3 separate regions of the Sus scrofa genome follow, and all the other regions are linked to region 1. Evidence: chromatin contacts called from public Hi-C and promoter capture Hi-C data. All regions are on one chromosome and are shown on one strand. The core of a region is the stretch at or near the end of the contact, and the rest is flanking DNA. Distances in the headings are between cores, read along the strand shown. Region 1 holds the start of SLC20A1 (sodium-dependent phosphate transporter 1). Region 2 holds the start of NT5DC4 (5'-nucleotidase domain-containing protein 4). Region 3 holds the start of POLR1B (DNA-directed RNA polymerase I subunit RPA2).

Evidence for each region. Promoter capture Hi-C pulls out the DNA fragments that hold promoters and counts their contacts. A called contact is a pair of places that touch in the nucleus more often than the background predicts.
Region 2: a contact with region 1 is called in a promoter capture Hi-C map of fetal liver, with 3 times the contacts expected there. The contact joins the promoter of NT5DC4 here to the promoter of SLC20A1 in region 1. A contact is called at or near these places in 3 of 5 promoter capture datasets (fetal liver, fetal skeletal muscle and liver), 10 of 47 Hi-C or Micro-C datasets (adipose tissue, blood, embryonic fibroblasts and 5 more) and 1 of 2 datasets of contacts at active chromatin or transcription factors (alveolar macrophages).
Region 3: a Hi-C map of liver shows a contact between it and region 1, with 2.6 times the contacts expected there. The contact joins the promoter of POLR1B here to the promoter of SLC20A1 in region 1. A contact is called at or near these places in 6 of 47 Hi-C or Micro-C datasets (embryonic fibroblasts, epiblast stem cells, liver and 1 more).

Annotation. Positions count from the first base shown.
Region 1 is chr3:43,859,010-43,862,587 of Sscrofa11.1, forward strand. It overlaps SLC20A1 (sodium-dependent phosphate transporter 1), which reads right to left and starts at 1,538. Exons shown (of 11, transcript XM_021087023.1): 1 at 1,247-1,538; 2 at 175-782; 3 at 1-11. The coding sequence starts at 511.
Region 2 is chr3:43,787,277-43,790,842 of Sscrofa11.1, forward strand. NT5DC4 (5'-nucleotidase domain-containing protein 4) reads right to left here and starts at 1,846. Exons shown (of 18, transcript XM_021088385.1): 1 at 1,770-1,846; 2 at 1,149-1,222; 3 at 949-1,062; 4 at 767-866; 5 at 515-561; 6 at 471-512; 7 at 314-368. The coding sequence starts at 1,846.
Region 3 is chr3:43,971,909-43,975,726 of Sscrofa11.1, forward strand. POLR1B (DNA-directed RNA polymerase I subunit RPA2) reads right to left here and starts at 2,375. Exons shown (of 15, transcript XM_003124801.6): 1 at 1,897-2,375. The coding sequence starts at 2,352.

The DNA.
Region 1 (3,578 bases), core at 288-2,787:
CACAGCAGAACCTGAAACAGGTCAAGTTTTATGAAGAAAATTGCCAAATTACATTTTGTACGCAGGGCATTCCTAAGAAAATAATCTGAAAGACTGAGCACAAGGAGAGAACTACCCCGCCACAGGAAATGTGCTCAGCCATCGTTCAGAGGACAATACAGAAAAAGAACTTACCAAACATCGCGCTGACGGAGCCGGCCATCAGCAGCTCTTGGGTCGCGTTGTACATCTCCACGTCAATCAAGCCCTTCCGGATCGTTTCGCTCACTTTGGCCCCCAGTAGGACGGAGCCCACTGTTTCGAAGATACTAGCTAGGATACAGGCTTGCTTCAGGGTCACTACACCTGATCCCACAGCCGTACCAAAAGAATTTGCTACATCATTGGCTCCCACGGAGAAGGCCAGGACAAATGCAATGATGAAGCCCAGGATAAGCATCCATAGGTAATCTACCAATGGACCAGAAGCAGCAATAGTACTGGTGATCAGCGTTGCCACGGTAGATGCCATTCTCTAGAGTAGTGGTTCTTTAATTTAACAAGAGAATTACTGAGCGGTTTTCGAGATGTGTAAACAGAATATGAGGTATCAAAAATGCTCTAATAAATAATACATATTATATAAAATTAAATACTGTAAACTACGGCACAGAAACCGAGCTGGGGAGTTACTGCTATACGCTGCGTATGGGCATCTGTTGTCTGGGGTTTCTTTGGCTCTGGAGGGCTAGAAGCACGGAGCAGAATTCCATGGCGGAGAAGAGAAAGGACGCAAGTTCATCCTGGAAGAAGAGGGAAAGTAACAATAACGGCGCGTCCTTGGGGGGCTGGCTCCGCACCCCACGCGGGCTCACGCAGGCTGGGGGGGGCCCTGCCGTGCCCACAGCCTGCAATCCGCTGACCCCGCCCCGAACAGGACCAGCCGGCGGCGGGCACGTGGCGCCGGGACCACCTCGGCCCGCGCGCGCCCAGCCCGGGCCGGGCCCCGCGCCGCCAGCCCGCGCGCGCCCTCCGCGCGAAAACCGGAAAAGGGCTGTTCCCGCGCGCGCCGCCCGGGGACCGCCAAAAAGGCCCGCGGGCGGCGGAGCCGCCGGGCGGGGTGGGGGGGGTGGGGGAGGGAGGCAGGCAGCGACGCAAGCAGAACCCCGCCACTGGTACCAGCCCAGCCGGCTGACCCCGCGCCGCAGCGTCCGCGCCGGGCCCCGGGGAGAAGAAAGAGCCTTTCTAAGGCGGCACCGCCACTCACCAGAGGAAACGAGGAGCTGAGCGGGAGACGGAGAGGTCCAGGCGGCGGGCTAGAGCCTCGGACACACGTACCTGCGGTCGGCGAGCACACTGCCCGGGCCCGGAGGCTCGGGGAAAGCTCGGCGGGGGTGGAGGCCCACCCGGGAAACAGCCGCGGGCGCCTCAGCAACCGAGCAAAAGAAGCATGCTGCGCGCGCCGGCAGCCATCATCTAGCGGCGCACGCTGCCGGCCTCTACTTATAGCCCGCGCCGCGCCCCGCGTGACCCACCGCGCCTCGCGCCGGCCCAGGAGCCCCGCCCTCGGGCTGACGCAGCCCCCGCCAGCCCGGCGTGCCCCTCTGGGGGATCCCGACGGCGGCACTCATTGGCCTGTCTGGCGCCGGAGGCCACGCCCCCAGAGGGGAGCCTGTCCACGTGGGGAGGGCCAGCTCGCTCCCTGCGGCCTTGCCCTGGAGCCGTGGCACCGTCTGGCCCTGTAGGCTAGTGATGGGGGCGGCGGGGGACCCTCACCGCGGGGGTCATAGAGGACAAGACCAAGGTTATAGTTACCGCCTCGCGAGCTGAGCTTTACGGAGCAGGCCGCACCTCTAGCAGCACTTTCCGCGCACTTGTGACCTGCAGCATCCGGAGGCCACACCTGGCCGAGTTCCCTCCCTCCCTTCCTCCTGTTGACGCTGCAGGGGAGCTGGCGCCCTGGGGCTCCGGATCCAGTCCTGGCACGTTGTCGCACCTGTGACTTGCCCTTGGCCGGACAGGCACTGTCCCTCGCCGGGGGAGGGAGAGGGCTCACGTGGTCCCCTTGCTCCCGCAGTCATGCACTTGGATGAAAACCGTAAGACTGAGAAGTCACGAGAACCAGGTTGTCTCCCAGTTGTGGCGCAGAGCCACTGGGTAGCTGTGGATCATTAATTTCCCCGTGGCAGACCTCCTGCGTTTTCTGCACCGCGGCTGTGGCCCCGGGGAGAGGGAAGGCTACTGCTTCGGATTCAAATCCTTACTCCTACTTACTGCAAGTGTCACCTTGAGCGACTTCAGATCTCTCTGACTTTGCTCTCAGGAATGTAAATTGTTAACAATCAGTACCTACCTGGTAGCGGGAATTAAATGAGTTAACGTGTGTGAATGTGAGTAGATCTCTGTAGGTGTTCAGTGAATGCTCATTTCCGTGAATATTCCTGTTTTAGAATGTAGAAAAGGATGTGAGGGGTTTTCTCTTTGCCTCCTGGAAGCTTTCCTATTTTCAAGTAAGTTGATTTTTGGCCTTTCTTCATGGTATATAATCTAGTTTTGACATTAATAAGATTTGCTCTGCACATTTGGGGATATTTCATTATTCTGCTTAAGATCAAGACTAAGCAGTCGTGCCAAGGGAGATTAAGGTCTGCTCTCTTGTCAGGGTTGTGGTGGGATTAAAGAATTCCAACCAGAAACACAGCCAGGCTTAGAATGTTCTGGAGCTCTCCCCACCTTTTCCCGTCTCTAGAAGCTGGGCACTGAATAGTGAGAACACAGAGGTTGTAAATCATTGCTGTGTATGGGTCATCTTTGGAGGCTTAACCTCCACCTGAGTATCCTCTGACCTACCTAGCAAATCTGGTGGAGTTATATGAGTAACTTACAAAGCTCTAAGTCCCAAGGTCATGGCCAAAAAAAGAAAGTACATGTCCGGGAGCACTGATCCTGGAGCACAATTTCAATGTAATTCTGGCACCTTCAGTTGTGCTCCTTCCTCCACCTTTACTTTATTTCAAGGTTATAAAAAAAATTAAGGACCGGTCTGTTAAAGGTCCTTAGGGTTCTGCCATTTAAAACAGTAATTTTCAAAGCAGTTGTTTATCAGACAGTTGCCTAGAGCTTTGCCCAACTTGTGTTTTTTTTCATTCTGGTCATTGGCAGTCTTTTGCCAGTCTGTAGTATTAGCCCTTTAAGTTGGCACCCGCTTGTTGGACAGCCTCTGTTGGAGGTGGTGGCGCAGCCATGGTGCATAGCCATCAAAATGAGAGCACAGTTCAGGCCCCTTGGAGTGGGTTGAGGTGAAGGCTGGGGCAGAAATTCAGGAAATTCCCCTTGCAACGCAAATGAATTCTGCAGAACTGGCTCTGGAAAGCTTCTTATCCTTCCTCCTTAGGACAACACTCCCAAGTGCCTCTGCCAATCAGGCTGGGGAGGTGGGAGGTTGGGGGCTGTAAGGGGGGTGGGGGGCTCCTGGCCACCTCACTTGGGGAGAGAGGATCAGTGGGGTACAGCTCTTAGAGACTTGGACTTGCCAAAATTGGGAGAAGTAGAGCGCTGCCTGTGGAGAGAAGTGAGAGTGACTTGAATGTGGAAAGAAA
Region 2 (3,566 bases), core at 596-3,095, 71 kb before region 1:
CCCTGCGGTGACCACCAGCCCTGGAGACCTGCCAGAGGGAGCCCTCCAACCACACTGAGGCCAACACTGGGCTCATGTCCCAGCCTTCCTGGGAAGGGTGTCACCCCCTGGGAAGCATCAGTTACAAATTTGGGGGCCCCCACAGTGAAGGCTTTCACACTGAGTTCTTGGAGCCCCTCTAACCCCTCAGGAGGGGACTTTGCCCCTTGATGGGGCCCCCACTTCAGGGCTTGGCTCCCCACCCCTACCCCTGGCCCAGGAGTGGCACAGTGTCCCACTGGTCACCCAGGACTAGTCAGGGCGTGGAACTCACTTGATATATCGGGAGCAGCCAGAGAAGTCCACCAGGCAGGCGTACAGGTAGGTTTCTGGAGTAGGGATGCCGATCAGTCTCTGGCCCAAGGATCCAGGCAGCAGCCCCCAGGCTGGGCCCTGGAGGACCACCTCCCCCACCCCCATCCAGCCCTTACCCGGCAGGTTGAAGAGTGTGTTGAGAACATGGAAACGCGCAGGTCGTCCCTCTGAATGAACTTGCTGGGGTAGAAGCCCCATATCTCTGCCCTGCGGAGCGGGGGCGCTGAGTGTGGCTGATGCCCTCTCCCCAGCGCCCCCTAGAGGCCTGGCCAGGCCCTGCCATTACTTCCCGCCTCGACCCCTCCTTCTCTCCCTCTATTCAGCCAGCAGTGGGGCCCCTGCAGTGTCCTGAATCACCCCTCCCCCACCCCAGTCTTTCCTCCAGCATCCTGGCTCCCACCGGGTCCCTTACTCCGAGAGGAAGGTAAAGCCTTGGGTGCCCAGCAGCACGTTCCCGTGGGCATCCACCTTCAGCAGGTTTCCGTAGAGAGCATCAAACACCAGTCCCCTGGGAGAGGGCACGGAGGCTGTGGATGGGATGCCAGGGACCACAAGCAGTCACCACCTCCTGCCCTGCGAGCCCCGGCACCTGGGTGGGGAAGGTGGGGTCGTAGGAGTAGCGCAGGATCTCATGCGGGTATCCGATGCACACCAGACGCTCCAGCAGCAGCTCGAAGGTCAGCATCTCGTAGGCCGGGGACTTGTAGGCTGCGGGCGGGGCAGACCCAGGTCCGTGGGCGCCCACCCTCGGCTCCCCCAGCCCCCGATTCCCTGCCTTGCTCCCCTCCCACTACCAGCCAGAGTGTAGTCCATGTCAAAGCCGAAGCAGCAGATATTCCCCAGTGCCAGGCTGCGGTTGACAAAAATCCTGGAAGCAGGAGGACACTGGGATCACCTCCCTGAACAAAAAGCCCAGGGCCTCTCCGAGTCTGTGTGTGTCTGAGCACATGCATGTGAGCGTAGGTGTGAGAGTGTATAAGGTTCCATCTCACCATGCCAGTGTGCTGGGGACATCCCCGTGAGCCAAGATGTGCCGTTTTCAGTGGGGGTGTCACTTTCCTGAGTGGGGTCACTGTGTCCAAGCTGAGAGATGACCCGTTGGTCACAGAAGCGGGGGGGTGCCACGGGGGGCGCCAGCAGGTATAGGCATGTGTGTGTCTGTGTGTGTGTCTGTGTGTGAGGGGGGAGAGCCCCTCCCTGCCAAGTGTGCACTCTCCAGGTTTCCATCTGACACGTCCCTGTCCACCCACAGACTGTGTCCCTTTGCGAGTGCAGGTGTTTGTGTTTTAGGTGTCCTTCTTTCAGTGTATTTGAAGGAGTCTCTCTCAGAGCTGCTGTGCTGTGGGCTTATGTTAGGAAAGGGGGTGTTTATTGAAATTCCCCACCATCACCCCCATCCCAAGTGCCTGTCTCACCACCAGTGCCAGTCCTGCTCCACGGTCTGCGGCTCCCCTCGGGCCACCCTTGGCTCTCCCCTGTCCACGCTGGCCATCGCTGCCAGGATCCAGGAGCCAGTGGTCCCTTTTCCAGCCACCTACACACTATCAGTGGGGCCCAGCAGGTCCCCTCGCCTTAAAGAGTTCAGACACCGCTGACCCAGCTGGCCCCACCCTGGGTCCCCATCTCCTCCTCCTTTGAGGGAGGAGTCAGCCAGGAGAGTCCCCCGTGTCCCCTCCCTCCTTTAAGAAAAGAAAGCGGTAATGACCAGGTTCGTCTATACTGTGCCACCTCCACTTCCAGGGCTCATGCCTCCAAGAACCTCAATCACCTAGAAAGGAACAGAGGACCCAGAATGAAGCAAACTTAGGGGTTACAAAGGCAGGAGTCTTGTGTGCTTTAAAAATAAGAGTGGGGAGTTCCCGTCATGGTGCAGTGGTTAACGAATCCAACTAGGAAACATGAGGTTTCGGGTTCGGTCCCTGCCCTTGCTCAGTGGGTTAAGGATCTGGCATTGCCGTGAGCTATGGTTTAGGTCGCAGACGCGGCTCGGATCCCGCGTTGCTGTGGCTCTGGCGTAGGCCAGTGGCTACAGCACCGTTTCGACCCCTAGCCTGGGAACCTCCATATGCCGCGGGAGCGGCCCAAAGAAATAGCAAAAAGACAAAAATAAATAAATAAATAAATAAATAAATAAAATAAAAATAAGAGTGGGAGTTCCTGTCGTGGCGCAGAGGAAACGAATCCACCTAGGAACCATGAGGTCGAGGGTTCGATTCCTGGCCTTGCGCAGTGGGTTAAGGATCCGTTGTTGCTATGAGCTGTGGTGTATTTCACAGATGCAGCTCGGATCTGACATTGCTGTGGATGTGGAGTAGGCTGGCAGCTACATCTCCGATTAAACGCCTAGCCTGGGAACCTCCATGTGCTGCGGATGCGGCCCTAAAAATAAATAAATAAATAAAAATAAAAATAAAAGAGTGAAAAATAAAATAAAATAAAAGTAAAGTAAAAGAGTATAGGGGTTCCCGTTGTGGCTCAGTGGGTTAAGAATCCAGAGAGTACCCATGAGGATGCAGGTTCCATCCCTTGTCATCCCTCAGTGGATTAAGGACCCGTCGCAGGCCAGCAGCTGCAACTCCAATTTGACCCCTAGCCTGGGAACTTCCATGTGCCACAGGTGCGGCCCTAAAAAAGAAACAATGAAAGAATAAAAAATAAATAAAAGAATGTCTAATAAAGAAAGAACTTAGGACTCTTGCTTTACACACATTTAATTTTTATTATAATTTTTTAAAATTTTGTTGAAGTATAATTGATTTATAATACACACAATTCTAACATAATTGGTTATAAGTCTTCCAAGGCCAAGGCCATTTGAAGAAGTAACTTTGGAGTTCCTGGTAACTGAGCAGGTTAAGGATCTGGCATTATCACTGCTGTGGCGTGGGTCGATCCCTGCACGGGAACTTCCACATGCCGTGGGGATGGCCATCCCCCAAAAAAGAAGTAATTGCTGCTAGAAGTATGCCAGGAGCTATAAGCAGCAATGATGACTAGAATCACAGAATCAAAAAAAGAAAATCAAAATTAAAAAGTGAATATCAAAAAACAGAGCAAGCGGGACCATTGAGTGTACAGCTGTATATAGGTCCTAAGAGTCCACAATTACTGGCTTTGTGACAAAGCTCAATGATTTCCATTCAGAGTTTTAACCTGGATGGAGTTCCCATTGTGGCTCAATGGGTTATGAACACAACATAGTGTCTGTGAGG
Region 3 (3,818 bases), core at 1,125-3,624, 110 kb after region 1:
TGAGTTGCTGTGGTTGTGGTGCAGGCCGGCTGCTACAGCTCTGATTCGACCCCTAGCCTGGGAACCTCCATATACCACAGGTGCAGCCCTAAAAAAGATTAAAAAAAAAAAAAAAAAAAAAAAGATACACCAAAATACCATTCAACTACTAATTTTATTTTTTGCTCTAGAGGATTTTTTAAAATAAGAAATTAATAGAAAATTGGTCTATTTTCAATGAATTAGTATTTCCAAAATTTCTCCATTTGAGTTTCTAATAGAAAGAACATTTGGGGGGGAGTGCACCCAGCGCATGTGGAAGTTCCCAGTCAGGGACTGAACCTGCACCACAGCAGTGACAACACCAGGTCCTTAACCCACTGCTCCACGAGGGAACTCTCAGTTTCTAATAGAGGACACAAAAGTTCTTTGTGAATCCATCAAGAATTTGAAAAGCTGGAGTTCCCGTCGTGGCGCAGTGGTTAACGAATCCGACTAGGAACCATGAGGTTTCAGGTTCGGTCCCTGCCCTTGCTCAGTGGGTTAATGATCCGGCGTTGCCGTGAGCTGTGGTGTAGGTTGCAGACACACCTCAGATCCCGCATTGCTGTGGCTCTGGCGTAGGCCGGTGGCTACAGCTCCGATTCAACCCCTAGCCTGGGAACCTCCATATACCGCAGGAGCGGCCCAAGAAATAGCAACAACAACAACAACAACAAAAAGACAAAAAAAAAAAAAAGAATTTGAAAAGCAGAAATGGGTCCTGGAAGCAAAAAGTTTGAGAATTGCTGGTCTACATAACATCCCTAAAAAATCTGATGTACGTGTGCTCTATTATTTGAGAATGAGCCTTTGTTAATCATATCAATCCTGGGCTCTTTTTCACTGTTTTGATAAATCCAGTACCAATTAACGTTTAAGTAGATGTATAATTTTTCTCATACACATGATACAGCACGAGTCCAGGCATGACAGAAGTTATTTCCCATCAGACAAAATTATTCTGTCTTTTGCAAAAAGGTGAGGGAATCTTCAAAGAAGCCTCAGTGGCTCTTATTTGCAGAAGAGAGTTCAAGCATCAGAGACTTCATCTTCAGGCACAGCTCTTCATCTTCATTCTACCTGTCCCATAACTCAAGTCCTACCCAATGTAAGCACAGGATCGAGTTCCTGAGCTCTGCCCCTTCACTTCCCCTCTTCTTCAATCCTGGGAATCCTGCCCTTTTTCAAACACCTGGATTAGCTGCATCTCCCATGTGCTCCAAGGTACCCTACACAGCCACTTGGCAGCGCAGTTCTCTAGAGAAGTGGCACCAACTGCCTTCGCGGCTCCACCACCTCCACCCAAAACATAATTCCCAGCGCTTAAAACCAAAAACCGTCTCTTAACACAGGCTTGCTTCTTCCTCGCCATCTAAGCCCAGCATCTGGGGCCACGTGGATGCTTATCAATTTCACCTGAACTCTGTTACCATCACCCTCTAGACCACTTTAATGTGGAGCAAATGTTACCAATCACTTAACTGTGGACCAAATATTTCCTACTGAATCTCGCTCTAATACTTCACTCCCGTCTTCCTCAAGATACCTCCGCGCTGAGCCTAGCACACGGTCAAGGAGTACAACTATTTGAGATTCTACCGTGACACCCACGCCGTCACCTCTCTGGGTCCTCTGCCCTAGGCCCGTGCCGCACTCCCCCCACCTCCTGGATCATTTCCCTCACCCTCCCAAGCCCCGAGCCTCAGTCCTCCTGCCCGCTCCTCCAGCACTCCACACGCCGCCCCGCCCCCACTTCCGCCTTTGCCTCCCTCCTCCAGCCCCGCCGGGCCCCTCTCCTCCGCCCGCCTGTCGCAGAGAGGCTGGCTGCGCCGGCAACTCAGAGCGAAGGGAAGCCTAGGAGGACGGCGCGCTCACCTGCACCGCGTGGCTGAGCCCCTCGCGCACGGCGTAGTTGAAGGACTCGACGTGCGCCCGCGTCAGCTCCTGCAATGCTGGCTTTTGCTGTTCCCGCGGGATCCCGTAAGAAGGGTCGGTCAAATGCTTCAGGCTGGGCCCGCTGGGCAAGTTCCGCCACCGGCTGCTGGGATCCATGCCTGCACACCGGGCGTCTCTTCTACCACTCGGCACGCGCCGGAAAGAGTGGCTGGGACCGGGTACCCACGGCCTGCAGGGAAATGTAGTTTCTTTTGTTCCGCCTACCCTGGGCGCTCCGATTTTATAGAGCCGACTTGAAACCAGTACTGTGGAACGAATGGGCCGGTTTAAAACTGTGTACAGCGGGAGCGCAGAGGGATCTCCCGGTCTCTTACCTGCGCTGTGCGCTGCTTGGAAGGTGGAAACCCGCTCCAGCGCCAATTCGACGTGAGACATCTTCCGCTCGCCTTTGCCCTGTTAGGACCCGCGGAAAGCTGTCTTCATAGATTTCCTGATCTTCGTCTTGACCGCTTTGCGATCCAATGCTGAGGCAGATTGTGGGGTGACACCCAACCTGAGTCCTGGCTTCAAGGGAAAAGCAGATGTTGCGCACCAAACTGCTCTCTCTACCCAATTCTGAAGTCGCGAAAGCCCATTGCTGGGATGGTCAAGAAGTGGCCTGCCCTCACTACCCGCTTCCCACGTTCTAGACTGGAGACCGAGGGGCCTTCTAGCCTTAAGATCCTTTGAGTCTACTATGAGTCCTATGAAGCACTGTCTTCCCAGAATACAGATTTTATCAGGGAATGCCTGCAGCTGTCTTTCACCTTCATCTTTTGTGAATGTGTGTGTTCAACAGCTGTATTCTCTATTGCCGTACAATAAACTACACACATTTGACATACAATACAGTACACACATTTAAAGTGTACACGTTGATAATTTTTGACCTATGTACACATCCTCGAAGCCACCACCACAATTAAGGCAACGAATTAACTCACCACTCCCAAAAGCATCCTCCTGCCCTAATTTCATCTTTACCTAGGTCAGTGGGTAATTTTCATTCCCCTATCACTTTTTAAAAGTTACTCTCTCAGAGTTCCCATTGTGGCTCAGTGGGTTAAGAACCTGACTGGTATCTGTGCGGATGCAGGTTCAATCCCTCACTCAATGGGTTAAGAATCCAGTGTTGCCACAAGCTGTGGTGTAGGTCGCAGATGCAGTTGGAATCTGGTGTTGCTGTGGCTGTGGTGTAGGCTGGCAGCTGTAGCTTGGATTTGACTTCTAGCCCGGGAACTTTTGTATGCTGCAGGGGCAGCCCTAAAAAGAAACAGGGGGAAAAAATGTGTTTTAAAAAAGAGATCTCGCCAAAAAGGGGGGGGGGGTGGTCCCTGGTGGCATAGTGGTTTAAGAATCAGACTTTGTCACTAATGTGGCTAGGGTTCCATTCTTGGCCTGGGAACTTCTGCATGCTGTAGGCGAGGCCGAACAAAAACAGTTACTCGTCTGTTTCTTTTGCTTTTCTTAGGGCCTCACTTGCCGCATATGGAGGTTCATAGGCTATGGGTCAAATCCGAGCTATAGCTGCTGGCCTGCGCCACAGCCACACAGGATCCAAGTCCAGTCTTTGAACTACACCACAGCTCACACAAAAGCCCAGATCCTTAACCCCACTGAGCAAGGCTAGGGATGGAACCCACAACCTCATGGTTCCTAGTGGGGTTCATTTCTGCTGCACCACAACTGGGAACTCAAAGGTTCATTCATGTTTCAGCATCTATCAGTACTTTGGCCTTTTCAGGGTTGAAATATACATTTTGTTTATCTACCGGTTAATGGACATTTGGATTATTTCCACCTTGGCTATTATGAGTAATACTGCTAGAAATATCCATGCACAAGTTTTTTAATGGACATAT